Regions from separate parts of the Muntiacus reevesi genome. Here region 1 is linked to region 2. A link is a contact called in public Hi-C data. All regions are on one chromosome and are shown on one strand. The core of a region is the stretch at or near the end of the contact, and the rest is flanking DNA. Distances in the headings are between cores, read along the strand shown. Region 1 holds the start of PIGH (phosphatidylinositol glycan anchor biosynthesis class H). Region 2 holds the start of EIF2S1 (eukaryotic translation initiation factor 2 subunit alpha).

What was found. A called contact is a pair of places that touch in the nucleus more often than the background predicts.
Region 1: a contact with region 2 is called in a Hi-C map of blood, with 3 times the contacts expected there. The contact joins the promoter of PIGH here to the promoter of EIF2S1 in region 2. A contact is called at or near these places in 2 of 3 Hi-C or Micro-C datasets (blood and muscle).

What each region holds. Positions count from the first base shown.
Region 1 is chr7:76,360,595-76,368,211 of mMunRee1.1, reverse strand. It overlaps PIGH (phosphatidylinositol glycan anchor biosynthesis class H), which reads left to right and starts at 1,852. Exons shown (of 4, transcript XM_065941325.1): 1 at 1,852-2,097; 2 at 6,743-6,952; 3 at 7,405-7,485. The coding sequence starts at 1,888.
Region 2 is chr7:76,149,430-76,157,136 of mMunRee1.1, reverse strand. EIF2S1 (eukaryotic translation initiation factor 2 subunit alpha) reads right to left here and starts at 5,205. Exons shown (of 8, transcript XM_065940098.1): 1 at 5,077-5,205; 2 at 419-660. The coding sequence starts at 659. It overlaps ATP6V1D (ATPase H+ transporting V1 subunit D), which reads left to right and starts at 5,298. Exons shown (of 9, transcript XM_065940099.1): 1 at 5,298-5,455. The coding sequence starts at 5,415.

The DNA.
Region 1 (7,617 bases), core at 603-3,102, 210 kb before region 2:
AAATGAACACATAGAATTTCAAACAAAAGTGAATTAAAATAGTTATCAGAATATTTTTTAAGAGTTTTATGGTAATATGTGTCTCTCTGTTGACACATTAAATAAGGAGATCTAGTAATTGGTCTAATAATTACTGTAGAAACTTTGAAGTTATGAGTGGAAAGGACATTTTGAGAATATTATCAGATGAAAATATCTGTGGTTTCTATCAGTGACAAAAATCACAAGTATTACTAATACTAATTGGCTTGTTGCCTAATTCACAATCGAAAGAAATGTTAAATTTCAATCAGAAGTTAAGAAACTAAAGATAAAAACTCTTATTTTATCTATGGTGTGCAAGTTAAGAACTCTAGGACTAGTGGTTCCCCAAAACACTGACCGTGTTTATCTCTGAGGGGTGGAAATATGGATGGTTTAAATTTTTCTTATTTTTTATAACCATGTATGGTGACAATGTTTTTTTTTAATTTAATGGACTAAACTGGGTCTTAGTTGTACACGTGCATAATCTTCAACCCGTTGTGACATGCAGGATCTTTAGTTGTGGCATATGGGATCTAGTTCCCTGACCAGGGATGGAAGCCAGGCCCTCTGCATTGGGAGCACAGATTCTAAGCCACTAGACTCCAGGGAAGCCTCTCTTCTTTTCTGTATTGTTCAAATTTTCCATAATAAGCAAACATCACTTTTACCATTATAAAAGACATCACATGATATTTACAAAAATGAAAGGGGTGTATTGCTTGGTAAGATTAACTATACAGAAATAAAATTGGAAAAACAAAATAACGCTTGAAGAAAAAGGAAAACAAAATCCTGGATGAAGATGGAGAAACTGAACCTGACTTTCATCAGGACACAAGTTCATGAGACCTTTATACCATTCATCTTTATACACAAATTCTTTAATACACGATGGTGCCCCAGGGCTGAAGCGCCATAATTCTTTTAATGGGCCACACAGGCACTCTTGGGCCACATCCCAAGTGAAAAAGAAAAGGGAATCCACACCGCAGGTCTCTATTACTCATGAGTTTAGTAATTTTATTATCCATACCTTCTGCATCCTCCACTCTTGTTAACCCTTCCAGCCAGGACTTGTCTGCCTACTCACTGCTCCACTTAGTGGTCTGGAAGAGAAAACTAGGCAATGAAACCCGATCTCCTTACCAGACTCTCCTGGTTCTGACCCCTCCCTACTTCCCCAACTTCCAACTGCATTTCCCACGCATTCGCCTCTCTGACCTATTGATTCCACCAATAGCCAATCCTGTTTCAGCCTCGGGGGCTTTGTCTTTTCTGGTCCTCCTTCCTGGCAAATTCCTCCTCCAGAGTTCCCAGAGACTAGTCTGGCTCCATATCCTTGCAGCTCTGGTATATTTTCTTTGAGACTTTCCTGACTCCCCAAGCCACCCCTGCAGGTCATAAAACTGCAACAGCACTCTCTGGAATTATTTCTATATTGTTTCTCAATAGGAAGGAAGCTGCTTGAAGCCAGGGACCTTGTCGATCCTGTTCACCTCTGTACCTTCAGCACTTAAAATGGCCTGGCACCGAAATGAATGAATGAATGAATGGTATGAACGAATACCTGTTGACTGCCTCCTGGGGGGCATACTCTAGCTTGTAAATAAACATCAGTTTGTCGAGTGGAAAGCACGTTAACAGCGGTTTTCATCTGTCCGCTCAGGCACTGGCACCCCCTACGAATCTCGGTGGTATATACACTTTCAATCCCGGCCGCGCAAGGCGTGAAAAGACAACCCCATCCGCGCCGAACTGCGGCTGCGCGCCGCCAGAGGAGGGGCGTGGCCAACTCCGCGGTGGGGAAGTGAGTCCAGAACCAGCGAGAGGACGCTGGAGGGCGCGCTAGAGCGGCGCGGCATGGCTGGGCCTGGGGCCGGCGAACCGGCCATGGAGGACGAGCGGAGCTTCTCAGATATCTGCGGCGGCCGTCTGGCCTTGCACCGCCGATACTACTCCCCTTCGTGCCTAGAGTTCTGCCTCAGCTGCCCTCGGATCTCGTTGCGCTCGCTCACCGCTGTCACCTGCACCGTGTGGCTGGCGGCCTACGGACTCTTCACCCTCTGTGAGGTAAGGCCGGCCTCGGAGGCGGGGGCTCGGGTTTGGAAGGATCTTTGGGGTCTTAGGCTCGAGCCCAGAGCTCTCGCCGGACCCTCCTGCAGGCGTGCGGCCTGGAGGGCAGAAACTCGCAGGTTCAGGGGACGCCATTCCGCTGCTGGACAGCTCTCTTCTTCCCTAACGTTGAGTGAACTTTGCGCTCTTGTACTTTATCCCTGCTCCGGGGTCGCTGCTCTCTGCCCTGTGGTTCCACTCAGCATACATCTCGTCCTTGCTCGACAGCCTAAAACGTTAACTTCCGTGTGCTCTGTGTAGTGCAGGCTCACGGTAGTTCATTTCCAAGAGTTAAGAGAACCAGGTGGATGGATCGTCCTCACCCATCACTTCCACTCGTCACAGCAATCACTGCTGACAATACCTTTTACAGCCTTCGAGAAACTGTCTTTGCCTCCACAGTTCTCACACGCAGGTTAAGAATCTCTCTTTTTCAGGGCAGTCTAACCTCCCCCACCCCACAATCACTACCCCACTTCCAAGTATTTTCTAAAGCACTGTGAGATTTCACAGATGGGTGGTTTCTGTGCTTAATTTCCAGATTCATTCCCACCAGTGTTTTCTCAGGTTCCGTTTTCACACCTCTAAAATGGAATTGATACCTGCTATGCCAGCGTCATAGCATTGTGAGGTTCGTATGTAGCAGCATTGTGACAACTCTCAAATAAAAGGACTCATCCTAATTGCCGTTTTCATTTTTAACTTACTCTCATATGTAGTGCCCTGAGTGGCATTTCTTATTCCAGGAGTGATCTGACCAGAGCCAAGTACCGCAAGGCTATTTATTTCTGTACTTTGGGTATTGTTTTCAATACTGCATCTATTAGTTTTTCTTAAAAAAAGACGTGTTTTTTTTTTTTTAATTTTGGATGTGGCAGGTAGTTGGAGCTGCCTGCTTATTGTGATTGCTCCATGGCCTGTAGGATCCTAGTTCACTCATCAGGGATCCAGCCCCCATCCACTGCACTGCAAGCTGGATTCTTAACCACTGGACCACCAGGGAAGTCCCCCATTAGCTTTTTGAAAAAGCCACCGGAGCATATTTCAGAGCATGGTAATTTAGTATAGATATACGCAAAATTAAGACCCTAATTTCTATCAGTTGTATCTAAAAGTTCATAAGTCAGTTGAACTGGTTGAAATGCCAGGACAGTTCTTCCTCCTGCCCCCTAAAAATTTTAATATATAATACAGTTGAATTTCAGTACTAGCCTGAGTTCTGTCCACATAGTCATGTGAGGAGGAGGGAACAGATATTTATTAAATGCCCACTGAGTGCCAGTTGCTTTACTGAATGCCTCATTTCGGCCTTAGAAGAAAACCGAGACTCAGAAAGAGTAGTAACTTATCTGAAGTGATAAAACTAGTAAATGGCTTACGGGGGCTTCAAACCCAAGGTTGTCCGATGACTTGCTTAGCAGAATTTTTAAATAGGAGGTTTGTTTTACACCAGCTCCCTTTTGTACTTATCTCTCTCATCCTGGTATATCCTACTTACACTCATCAATGTTCAGGGCTAAGCTGAAGCTGAAACTCCAATACTTTGGCCACCTGATGCGAAGAGCTGACTCATTTGAAAAGACCCTGATGCTGGGAAAGATTGAGGGCAGGAGGAGAAGGGGACGACAGGATGAGATGGGTGGGTGGCATCACCGACTCAATGGACATGGGTTTGGGTGAACTCCGGGAGTTGGTGATGGACAGGGGGGCCTAGCGTGCTGCGGTTCATGGGGTCGCAGAGTCGGACACGACTGAGAGACTGAACTGAAAGTAACCTTATCTTCCTTTAAACTCCATTGCAGGACTTCTTAAGAGCTCTGTGTACCAGAATTTCTATTTTTTCTCCTACTCAAAACTATTAATCAGAGTAATGAATCTCAGCTAAGATAAGAAGAAATCTGTTGGAGGAATTCATTAAGACATGTGGCTTTACTTCAATCCAAACCAATATTGAATTTTTAGAACTTCAGAAAGAAAAATTAAGTATAAAAAATGCAGGGGTGATAAAGTTTTGGGCAGTGATTATAGGAAAGCTGATATGGGTCAGACCCCCCTACGTAAGCAAATGAACTTACCTACAAAATAGACTCACAGACTTAGAAAACAAACTTACGGTTACCATAGGGGAAAGAAGGGGGGAGGAATAAATTGGAAGTTTGGGATTGATATATACACACTACTATATTTAAAATAGGTAACTAACAAGGACCTACTGTGTACCACAGGGAACTCTACTTAATATTTTGTAATAACCTCAATAGGAAAAGAATTTCAAAATGTGAAGATATATGAATATGTATAAATGAATCACTCTGCTGTATACCTGAAACTGACACATTATAAATCAACTATACTCCAAAATAAAATAAAAAATTTAAAAATAATATTAAAATCCCCTAAGTATATACTGTTCTTCATTCCTTCTTTCCTCCCAGTTTTTGAATTCACAGTTCTATTAAAATTCTAGGTTTTTACCTTACTTATTCCAACCTAGAATGTTCTTCCCCTGTCCTTTTCTCAGCTAAGTATATCTGTCAATAATCACCACCTCCTCAGCACCAGTTAAATCCTGCTTCCTTAGAAGTCTTCATAGGATATTCCTGTGTGCTTTAATTAAACTCTCTCTTGCTTTTTCTCTTTCTCTGTTAATCCTGTTTTAGTCACTTCTATATTATAGTATTCTCCAAAAATATTTTATATATTTTAATCTTGCCTCTAATAAGTCTGTAAGGGCCAGAACTAAAGTTTATCTCTCTCCATTCTTCCATAATGCTTATTCAGTTCACACTATATACAAGACACTGTACTAGGTACTAGACATTTAATTAACTCAATGTAGGTATTTCTGGGCCCATCAAAGTCCCAGCACATAGATTTCTCCATCCTCCATTTGTTAACTAACAAATAATTATCTAGCGCAGAGGTCAGCAAACTTTTTCTTGAAAAGGTCAAATAGTAAATATTTTAGGCTTTGCAGGTCTCTGTCTCATATTCTTCTGTTTCATTTTCTTTATCAACCCTTCAAAAAATCTAAAAAAAAAAAACCACAAAAACAGTCTTAGCTTAATGTGGACCAGACAAGAGCAGATCACAGGTCCAAATAGTTTCTAGACTTCTTATCTAACTCTTAACTATGTGTTATGTAGAAAGAAGTACCAGAGCTGGTCAGTAGTTTAAGTAATAAAAACAGATTTCATTCAGAAACTATTGCAATGGGAGAAGAGAGACCTCAGTATTGAAGGTTGGGTTCAATTCTGAATACAGCAGGGACCAGTAGAAATTTATAGCCAAAGAGCAGGGTCAGTGGTCAGTGGATGCAAAATTACTAAAAGGAAACATGAGTAAATGGGGGATTCTGGCTAAATTGATTCGATAGGATTCTTGCTGAAGGCAGGCCAGGGTGACTCAGATAAACAAGGTGAGCATCTTTTCTAAACTCACTTAGCAAGAGTCTTGCTACAACTTGGCCAACAAGGCCTGCATTGTTCAACAAGAGTCTGACAAGAGTTAGGTCAAAGAGGGTATCTTTTCAGTAACAAAGATTAGTAAAACACCTCCTGCCCTCAAGGAATGACAGCCATAAATTAGTGAATCTCTTGTGAGTCTAAGTCACCAATGATTTTTTTCCCTGTGCCTGCCCTCTAAATAGCTTTTTGGGGAAAAAAAAAAAAAAGGAAAACAAACATACTTCAATAGAAAAACACACTTCAACTTCAGAAATATTAAAAGGTTGTAAATGTGTCTTAGAATCAAAGAAATAATACCATTTTGGGGGCCCTTAACAACAGTTCTTAGTCATTTCAGCTAGTCAGTCAGCCTTAACACATCAGTCAGTCATAACCCAAAGCAACCAATAGGGCCCTGAACAGTAAGATCTTTATTATTTAACAAAACCAGAGGGCATGAGAAGCTCTAGAGGGCATAAGAAGCTCAGTTGATTTAGTTTTTTTTTTTTAATCTTGCCAATCTTCTAGCCTTTACCTGTCCTCAACATAGCTTTCCACACAGCAGAGGCCATGTAATTCTGGGCATCAAAACTTCAGGATGAAGGGGCCTTCTCTTCCTTGGATCTCTTTTTTGAGATGGACTTAGTTTTCTAGAAAGCCCTCCAGCAGACTTCCCTTTATATATCATTGGCAAGAGTTGTGTCATTGGTCCATTTCTGAACCAGTTGTTGGCGGGATTATTAGGAAGCATGAGTGGCTGTTGAGTATTATCTGCTGCACCGTGCTAAGCATTTTATTACTGTTCAGTCTGAGATTTTGCTACATATTTTACTGATGAAAGGTGGGGAGAAAAAATCTGAGTCCTTAAGTTGCAATTTTGGAAGAAAAATCTCGGAAAGTAGTGTGATGGATGTCCTGCTGAGGGAGGGTCTCCTCCCCAGACCTGTCCATTTGTTGTCTGGATGTGTTTTATCCTGTGCTTCCCTAGCACTGCAGAGCCCAAATAAAAGTAGCTTCCTCTTCCTTCACGCACGTTCTTCCTATTCATTCACCTCACAGGAAAACAAAGGTTTTTTTCCACATTGTCTGGAGTTGACTTATTAACCAGCAGAGAAACACTTGTTAACCTTACCGCCTGTGTCTGGCTTTCTCTTCAGAACAGCATGATCCTCTCTGCTGCCATCTTCATCACTCTCTTAGGCCTGCTTGGTTACCTCCATTTTGTAAAGATTGATCATGAGACTCTGTTAATCATTGATTCCCTGGGCATCCAGATGACCTCATCCTATGCCTCAGGCAAAGAAAGCACCACCTTCATTGAGATGGGCAAGGTGAAAGATGTCATCATTAATGAGGCTATTTACATGGTAAGTATTTAAAGTGGTAAATGTTACAGGCCTCCCTAGAGGAGGCAGCCCATGGGGTGTGTCTGGATCTAAACTGAGTCTTAATACCTAAAGTCAATGATGTCACAGAATTAAACTTGAGGGCTCCGTGTACTAGTACTTAGAGTGTTTTCTCTTTGGCTGGCATGTCTTTAAACCATAAAAGTAAACTTGTATTGAAAACAAAACCCTTTATTCTTAAAGAGATGCAGTAGGTTTTCATGGGTAGGGAGTTAGCATTTCAACTTTATTGTCTAGCCCAGCTTCAGAATCATCTCTGGTTGTTGTTTTGTCTTTTTTCCTCTAAAGAATGAGAATATACCTCTCTCTCAGTTCAGAGGCTATCAAGTGTTATTTCATTTATGAAAAGTTTTGAGAAAGAAAACTGAGTTTCACCTAGATCTCTCCTATTTGGTTTATTTTTCTTACAGCAGAGGGTGATTTACTACCTCTGCATTTTATTGAAGGATCCAGTGGAACCACACGGGATATCCCAAGTAGTACCCCTCTTCCAGGTGAGCACAGAAGACTTTTCTTAAGTTTTTTCTCCAGTCCTTTACCTTACTCCTTCTCTAAGCAGATCCACTGCTTCTTAGGTTCAGTAGGAATGTAATCTTCTGTTGTCAAGAATATTTGAGGATTCCTGA
Region 2 (7,707 bases), core at 3,956-6,455:
TGAAAGACCCCAAAGGACCACAGGATCTGGGGGTCACAGGCATTCTGATTACCAGAGAGAGTCTTCAGTTCTAGATGTGTTTTTAAAGATAAAATATTCCTAAAATTCATTTACTTTTACAAAAGCTAGTCCTGGATGAACTAATTAAACCACTACTAACTTAAAAGGTTTTGTTTAGATGGTTAATTGGCATCCTTCTCTAACAACTTTGTATGTAAAAGAGTTTAAGTACAAAAAGAGGCGTTTAGTTTTTTCACTGCAGTAGGCAATGAACAAAAAATATATTTTAAAGTAAGTTTAACTCAGAAAAATTCCAGATATAAATTATTAAACATAAAATATTTATTCATTATTACACTTATATTTAATAAGTAAATGTAAATGATTAAAATAAAAATTAAATATTCTTCTCATTTACCTTTTTCTTTGTCCACTCTGATAACAACCACACATTCATTCCTGCCAATTCGGATGAGTTTGTTTATAGAACGGATACGCCTTCTCGACAACTCACTCAGAAGAATCATGCCTTCGATGTTGTTGTATTCCAGCAAGCTGACATAAGCGCCCATTTCAGCAATGGACCTTACATTCACCATCACTACATCTTCCACCTCAGGAAATTTGTGTTGATAAAATCTACAACTTAGACCCGGCATTCTGCAATTTAAACAAAAGAATGAAGTCAGTGTTCAGTTAGGGTCAACATAAAAAATATCAATTTTTCACATCTTGCTACTGGAAGAAGTTTTTAGTCTTCTCATCTCTTTAAACTCCTTAAATGGTGCTAGAAAACAGATGAATATTAGGGAACCAAGCCTGAATTTTTATTTTGCTCCACATTTTCCTAAGACTTGCATGTTTCTCTACCATTAGTTTCAAAGGAATCATAAAAAATAATGATCATTTATAAAGAATAAAATATTATTTTAATACTTAATAACAAATGATAGAAAGCATCACTACTATAAACCTACCAGCAAAATTAAAGCTACTCTTCCTCCAAGTCAGCTAAAACTGGATTATCACCCACTATATAAAGAGAAGAGTTTTCCAACAAATTAAATCTTAACCCTAACCATATAGCAAATGATATACTCTTATCATTTGTTGTTGTTGTTCAGTCTCCAAGTCATGTCTGACTCTGCAGCCCCATGAAATGCAGCATACCAGGCTTCCCTGTCCTTCACCATCTCCTGGAGTTTGCTCAAACTCATGTCCATTGAGTCGGAGATGCCACCCAACAAGCTCATCCTCTGCTGTTGACTGACACACAACTCTATCATTTATTTTAGGCAAAATTATAGTATCACATGTCACAACAAAAACTAAAATTAATCACAAAAGATACTAAACTTAACTAAAACGTATCCTTCTGATTTTTTTTCCTCTTAAGAATGAATTTAATTCATAACTACCATAATTTTTAGCTTCCACTTTTCCCATTACTTCCAAATAATCTTCTCTCTTGTTGAATAGGTATACTCAACCCTGAAAATCCTTTAGTAGATATCCCCACTACTATAAAGTTCAAGTTTCTCTTAACCTCCACACATTAAATACATTTAGAACTATTCCTTTTGATCCACCCAACCTACTTTAAACACCACTCCTTTTATGACCCACAAGCCTAAAATCATTCCATGAACAGAAATATACTTTTAAAAGGAAGCTCTCAAATTAATCTGTTGGTAATTTTCATGTTTTTTTGATAACCTTAACTAATTTACTATTGTTAAAGCTCAGAATAGAGGCAATAAGAAGATCCAAGTCCTATGAAAAATTTGTGAAAATTTACATACTAACTTACTGCCTGTCTCAAAGATGAAACACCTACATCCAGCTCATAAAACACCAGAGTTCTGCTGCAGGGCAGTTAGAGAACTGATAACTACACCCACATGTATCTTCCTAGTGGCTTACCCACTGACTTATACATTTTTCAGCTACCTACAGGGTCCTATATAATCTGGCCACTGCCTATCTTCCTGAAGTACCACTTTCCTCATAGTCCCCATTTTATAGATGAAAAATATGAAGCATGGGTTAAGCATCTTGTTCCGTCATATACTGTTAACAAGTGAGTTGGAACCTGTAACGTTTGAATCCATAGTTTGTGTCTTATTCATTAGGCTTTATTTTCTCTCAACGTTATTGATAAACATATGACAGTTAGAAATAGCTTAAAAAGCACCATCAGTGTATACATTCAGTGCTAGAACGTAGTAATTTTAGTATTAATATCGTGCTTCCCTGGTGGCTCAGATGGTAAAGAATCTGCCTGCAATGCAGGAGAACCAGGTTTGATCCATGGATCGGGATTATCCCCTGGAGAAGGGAATGGCAACCCATTCTAGTATTCTTGCCTGGAAAATTCCATGGACAGAGGACACATAAAACTTTTTATTATTAACCTATCCTGTTTAATAAAAAATAAAGCTGCATACAACAGTGGTAGAGAAATATTTCTCTTTGAAGCATGACAAAATAGGGATTTAGCAAATAAAGGGAAGTAGACATACAATGGCCAGAATTACCCACCAAGAAAGAGCTGAGCTGGCCGATTCATTTTTAAACAGGGCCTTTTTTTCTGTTCTCAAATATCTGTATGTAAAACACTAAAACTTGAGAGCTAAAAACATTTCATACTGGGTATAAAAATAAACATTATGGAAATGTGTGAAACATTTTAAGAGATTTAACAAGTGCTAACCACTTTTACTCACCAAGTTTCTTCAAACAGCAAAGCGGATAATTTTGGAGAAGCAAGATGCAATTTGATTGTAAAAGAACACAGGCAATAGTGTAAAAGAATCCTGAAGAGTGATATGGATGCCACTGCTTCAGAAGGTGCAAATCTCTTTGTAAAAGATAATGTAAAAAAGGAATAATGCTGATAGTATGTCATTCACAGTGAAAGACAGTACATAAGTACAAAAAAAATAATCTACAACTTTGCTCTCCTACTTACTAACTGTGGCTTAGGAATACTAATGTATTCCCATTAACTGTAGCTTCTAACGTGTGCCATGTACTTCACAGGTTTGTGGAGGACATCAAATGAAATAATATACACGTGCAAAGAGTTGGAAAGTGTAATGTGCTATACAAATATAAGATATTAAAAGGCAAAGGAAATATTTCTATTTTGTAACTTAATTCATTAAACAATTATTTTTATTATTAAAATAAAGTACTAAATGATTTCCTCAAAGACAAATGCTTACTAAGTACAACAGGAGCTAAAACCAGGTCATGTGACACTAAATCCAGAGTTTAACCCACAAAGCCTCAATATGTCAGAGTACTACAATACAGTATGTGTTCTCCAGTAAAGAATCTTTCAAAATGCAACAACTGAGCTCCAAGCTAATTTCAAATACTCTGCACCGTCGGTAATTCTGCCTGGTCAAATGGTAGGCAGGAGTTTTTAAATCACTGCGTGCTCCAGTCGTCATCATGGATACAGGAAGTCCACACTCCCTTCCAAAGCAAAGCATGATGTGATAGAGGCAACTCTTGTGGTAATCCTAATTCGGCTCTAACACTTATCAGTTATGCTCTATGAATGCTCAATTTCAGTACAGAAGTGCTAAACAAATAAAGCTTTTCAATTATTTCGCTGTAGTTGAAATAGGAAGCACCAATCTCTAAAACTGCGCATCTTCTTGAGATCTTTTAAGAACCAGAAACTCTCAGTTGGCATCCGATGCACTAAGAACAGGCAGTAAAGCTCTATGTAATTCCAAACTGCTCAAAGACACGGAGTTATAAGATTTTTTTTCCCCCCTTGAGTAACAACTTCAATCGGAAGAAAAAAAACCAAGACTTTTTTGCTACACTTTTCCCCCAAGAAACAATGTTTCTTGTTTACTGAAAATTAAAGTAGACTAAGTCTGGGGTAGTTAACAAAAGGCACCTAAAATTTCCATATCTTGTGTTTTTCAGTTCTGCTTAACCGGAAAACCACAGCGCTTAATTCTACAAGTCTGTTCTCAACCGTGCTGAAAATACGGCAAAATGATACGAAGAATGATAAACTCTTCAGTAGTATCTTTTACTTTCGTCCTAAGGACTGACTCATTCTACAAAAACGCACAACTCCAGCGACAGGGTAACAAGAGCTTCGATTTTTTAATATTAGTGCTCAGGTTAACCAACTATTCTCGGATCTTTTCTTAACCCAACTCTTGTCAAAATCGTGGCCCAATCCACAGGTTCCTTAAAGTGTCCTGTCCGGTCACCATTGAGAGGTAGTATTTGCCGGGGCGGAAGAAGAGGGGCCGGGGGGGGGAAGGATGAAATTCTCAGGCCTAGAGACAGCAAAGTGCTCAGCGTCCTGGGGCGGGGTGTCACGGCGTTCTCCCCAGGCCGCCCCACCTCAAGACACCCCCACTATCAGCATATTGACGAGGCCGTCCCATCACTTGGGCCACTTGCCTTCACGAGATTCCTCCGTCCGTACCATGACACCTCTGCTACACGGGGAGGCCGACACGCAGCCGGCGAGTGGCGGCAGTCGTGTCCAGACACTTCCCGCGCGAGGACGGGAAAAGGAGGGGGTGTTAGCTCCGGGGCCTACCCTCTACCGACCACCCACGTCCCTAGACACAATCAAAGTGAATTCCTGGAGAAACCGATCAGAGAGACTAGTCACCTGAGGTATGTGTGTGAAGCCCACACCAGGGTCCCACGCCACGCTCTTCAGTCGGAGAGATCAGACTCGACCTGCCCTCAGTAGTCGCCGACTCTCCTCAGCGTGCGCTTCGCTTACCCACACCGCGCATGCGGAACCACTCACAGCACGCAAGCGCCAACGGGAGAGAGGCCCCTCTTCGTCACTGACCATAGAGTCCAGGTCCTCCGAGGACAAAGAATGTGGACCTTAGGAGGACCTGAAAAGTACGTTTTCTCGTTATCTTTAGCTTTCGCTAAGTAATCGTCAAGGCGTAGGTAAAAGGGAAGACTGATTCCTTGTCCCTAAAGCATAAATCCTCGCTGGAACCTTCAGTCAATCAGGAGGTGGCGCTGTGACCAAAGATGAAAACTGGAGAAAGAGAAGGAGTGTACTCTTACCTGTTCTTTCTCTTGGCGCATGCAGAACCGACCGCAGCAGCTTGGGAGGTGGAAGGGGAGGGGCTAGAAGGCGAACCGGAAATGAGGGAGCGATTCCGGGGTGCGCGCGCCTCAACATCCGGGCATCGCCTTCTTGTTGTCCTCGCCCTCCCCGTACCCCGGCCCTCACCCGTACCGACAGGAAGCGGAAGTGAAGACTGCAGAGCCCGGCTTCCTCTTAGCAACGGGAGAGGGTCACGTGACACACCAGCTGACTCCCGTAGAGAAAGACTCAGTGGCTGGGTTGTTGCAGCCACGGTTGCCCGACCAGGAACCCGAGCCGAAGAGTCATCGTCAGAATGTCGGGCAAAGACCGAATTGAAATCTTTCCCTCGCGAATGTAAGTAAAAGAATGGAACGAGCAGGTGTTCAGGAACACCTGCCTGAGCCGCTGGCCCTTCATTACCCTGGACCAGCGGCGGGGCTTCTTGTATGTTGGGCCGATCCTGAGCTCTCAGGTCTCTTCCTGAGTCCAGGGCAAGGCTCCCTGACGAGCCCCTTTGCTCTGAGTTGAACCAGACTGGACCGAGTTCAGCCCGAGCTGCTGACTTTTGTGGAGGTCTGCTGACTTCAGTTATTAATCGAGCCATTCATTCCACATTCCCTATTGATCCGGGCAGTGGATTTATAAAAAACTGAATTGTCGCTACTGCTGCCAGAATAGAGCTCACAGTTCAGTGAAGATATGGACCAGGCGATGAAATTTGATAAATGCTTTGAGATGGGAAGTTGACTGCGATGTGAAGCAGGCCTAATCGGGGGGTTGAATCTCCCTAGCGTGGGCGTAAGGTTCATCTTGGCAAGATCCCGTGAAATGTCACATGCCGTGGGAAGTTATCCCTGAATTTCTGAGACTCTTATTTTGTTCCATCACCATTCAGTATTCATTATGTTAATATCATCCATCTCATTGTAAAGTGGATATAAGCTTATGCACATTTACCACTGAATTGAGAAACCTCTCCAGGATGAGAGATGTCTTGATTGTTAATCGTCCACAAAAAATGTTGCTTGAATGAACCCAGGCCCGTGGAATCTGTTCAGTTGTGGTCTCCTTTCTCTGTTGGTCTAAATTCTTCGGTAGGAGTAAAATTTTGACGTTTACTCAAATGTGCCTAACAACGTGTGGAAGATAAAGATTGCTCTTATTTGCCCTCTACGTTCTTTTACTCTTTTTTCACTGAGGAGCAGAAAATCAGTTTTGGCTTTGACAGTTAGATCTTTTGATTTTGACCCTATCTGTTTGGGTATGCTGTGTTGTTTTTCTTCTTGACTTTTCTCAGAGAATCTGAGGAGGGTTAAAATAAGAGTTTATTTTAACCCCAAACCTGGATTTCTGCCTCTTCGTGGGTGGCTACAGCTTTTAATGAAACGAAGGGGTTTTTGTTTGGTTTTTACCTTATCTATTGACTTTATAATAGCTGTTTGCCCTAGGTGGGAGGCAAGTCAGTGTGGAGAAAGGCAGTGCCTTCTGAAATAGATAAAGATCAGGAATACCTTGGGGTTGGGAGGACTTTAGAACTCCCAGCACTTAATGACTCTGACTCCATCCAAAGCCCTGCACTGAGAGACCACCAGACTCTAGCTTGGCTTCTAGTAGCCTAAGATTGTGTTCCGAAGATGACTCCAGCTCCGGGTAAAATGCCGGCCTAAGAAAGTTCATCTAGCCAAATATGCAACACCTTAGGCTGTGCCTCTGACCTCCCTTCCTTAATTGTACGCTAGCAGACACAGCTGGCCTGATGGCATTTCCATTGCCCAACCTTTTGGAATTTTTCTTTTCTCCAAATCATGTCCACTCACTCCTTTTAAAATGCCTAATCACCTGTGCACCATCAGAGAGGAGCTCGGCTCTTTTCCCTTGCTGTCAGCAGTTACTGAATAATGTCTCTTTCACCACTTTAATTAATGTCTGGCTGCATTTATCTTTGGTGGTAGTCAGAATGTTAACATTTTGTTGTTGTTGATGTTTTTACTTTAAGACTAGGAGGTGAGAATACGCTTATTTGGGCTTAGACATGAATGATAGGTTTGGGGAGGTGAAAATTTGCTGTTTGAGAATGTTCAGCTTGCTGATTAAGAGGAAAATCAGGTGCAGGAAGTAACTGCTTCTCTAAATATTTTCCCCAATGCCTATCAGCAGGTACTTTGTCATGTAGTCAGATGTCTTTGATTCAGCTGGAAGCAAAATAATCGTCCTAGCTGAAGGTCAAGCATTTTTTGTAGGACTGAGCAGCTTTGTAACTTACAAAAGAAGTTTTTTTAAGAGCTAGGTTAGAAAATACACTAGTGATTTGTTTCAGATGCTTTCACCTTACTGTATTATGCTGTAAGATGACGCTGTCACCTGCTTAGGCAGCAGAGAGCAAAAACAAGTTTAGAGTGGAAGCAAAAGAGACATGAAGGATTTGGAGTCTGCAGAAACCAGTCACATCGAGGTTCTACTACATACTAACTGTAGGCCCTCGGGCAAGTCACTCTTTGGTTTTCAAGAATTAAAATTTGTCTATTTCATCAGAAAAGAAATTAAATATAGGAGATTAAAATTAAGATGAATTCACAAACAGTTCGCCTTTTTATTGTATACTTGGT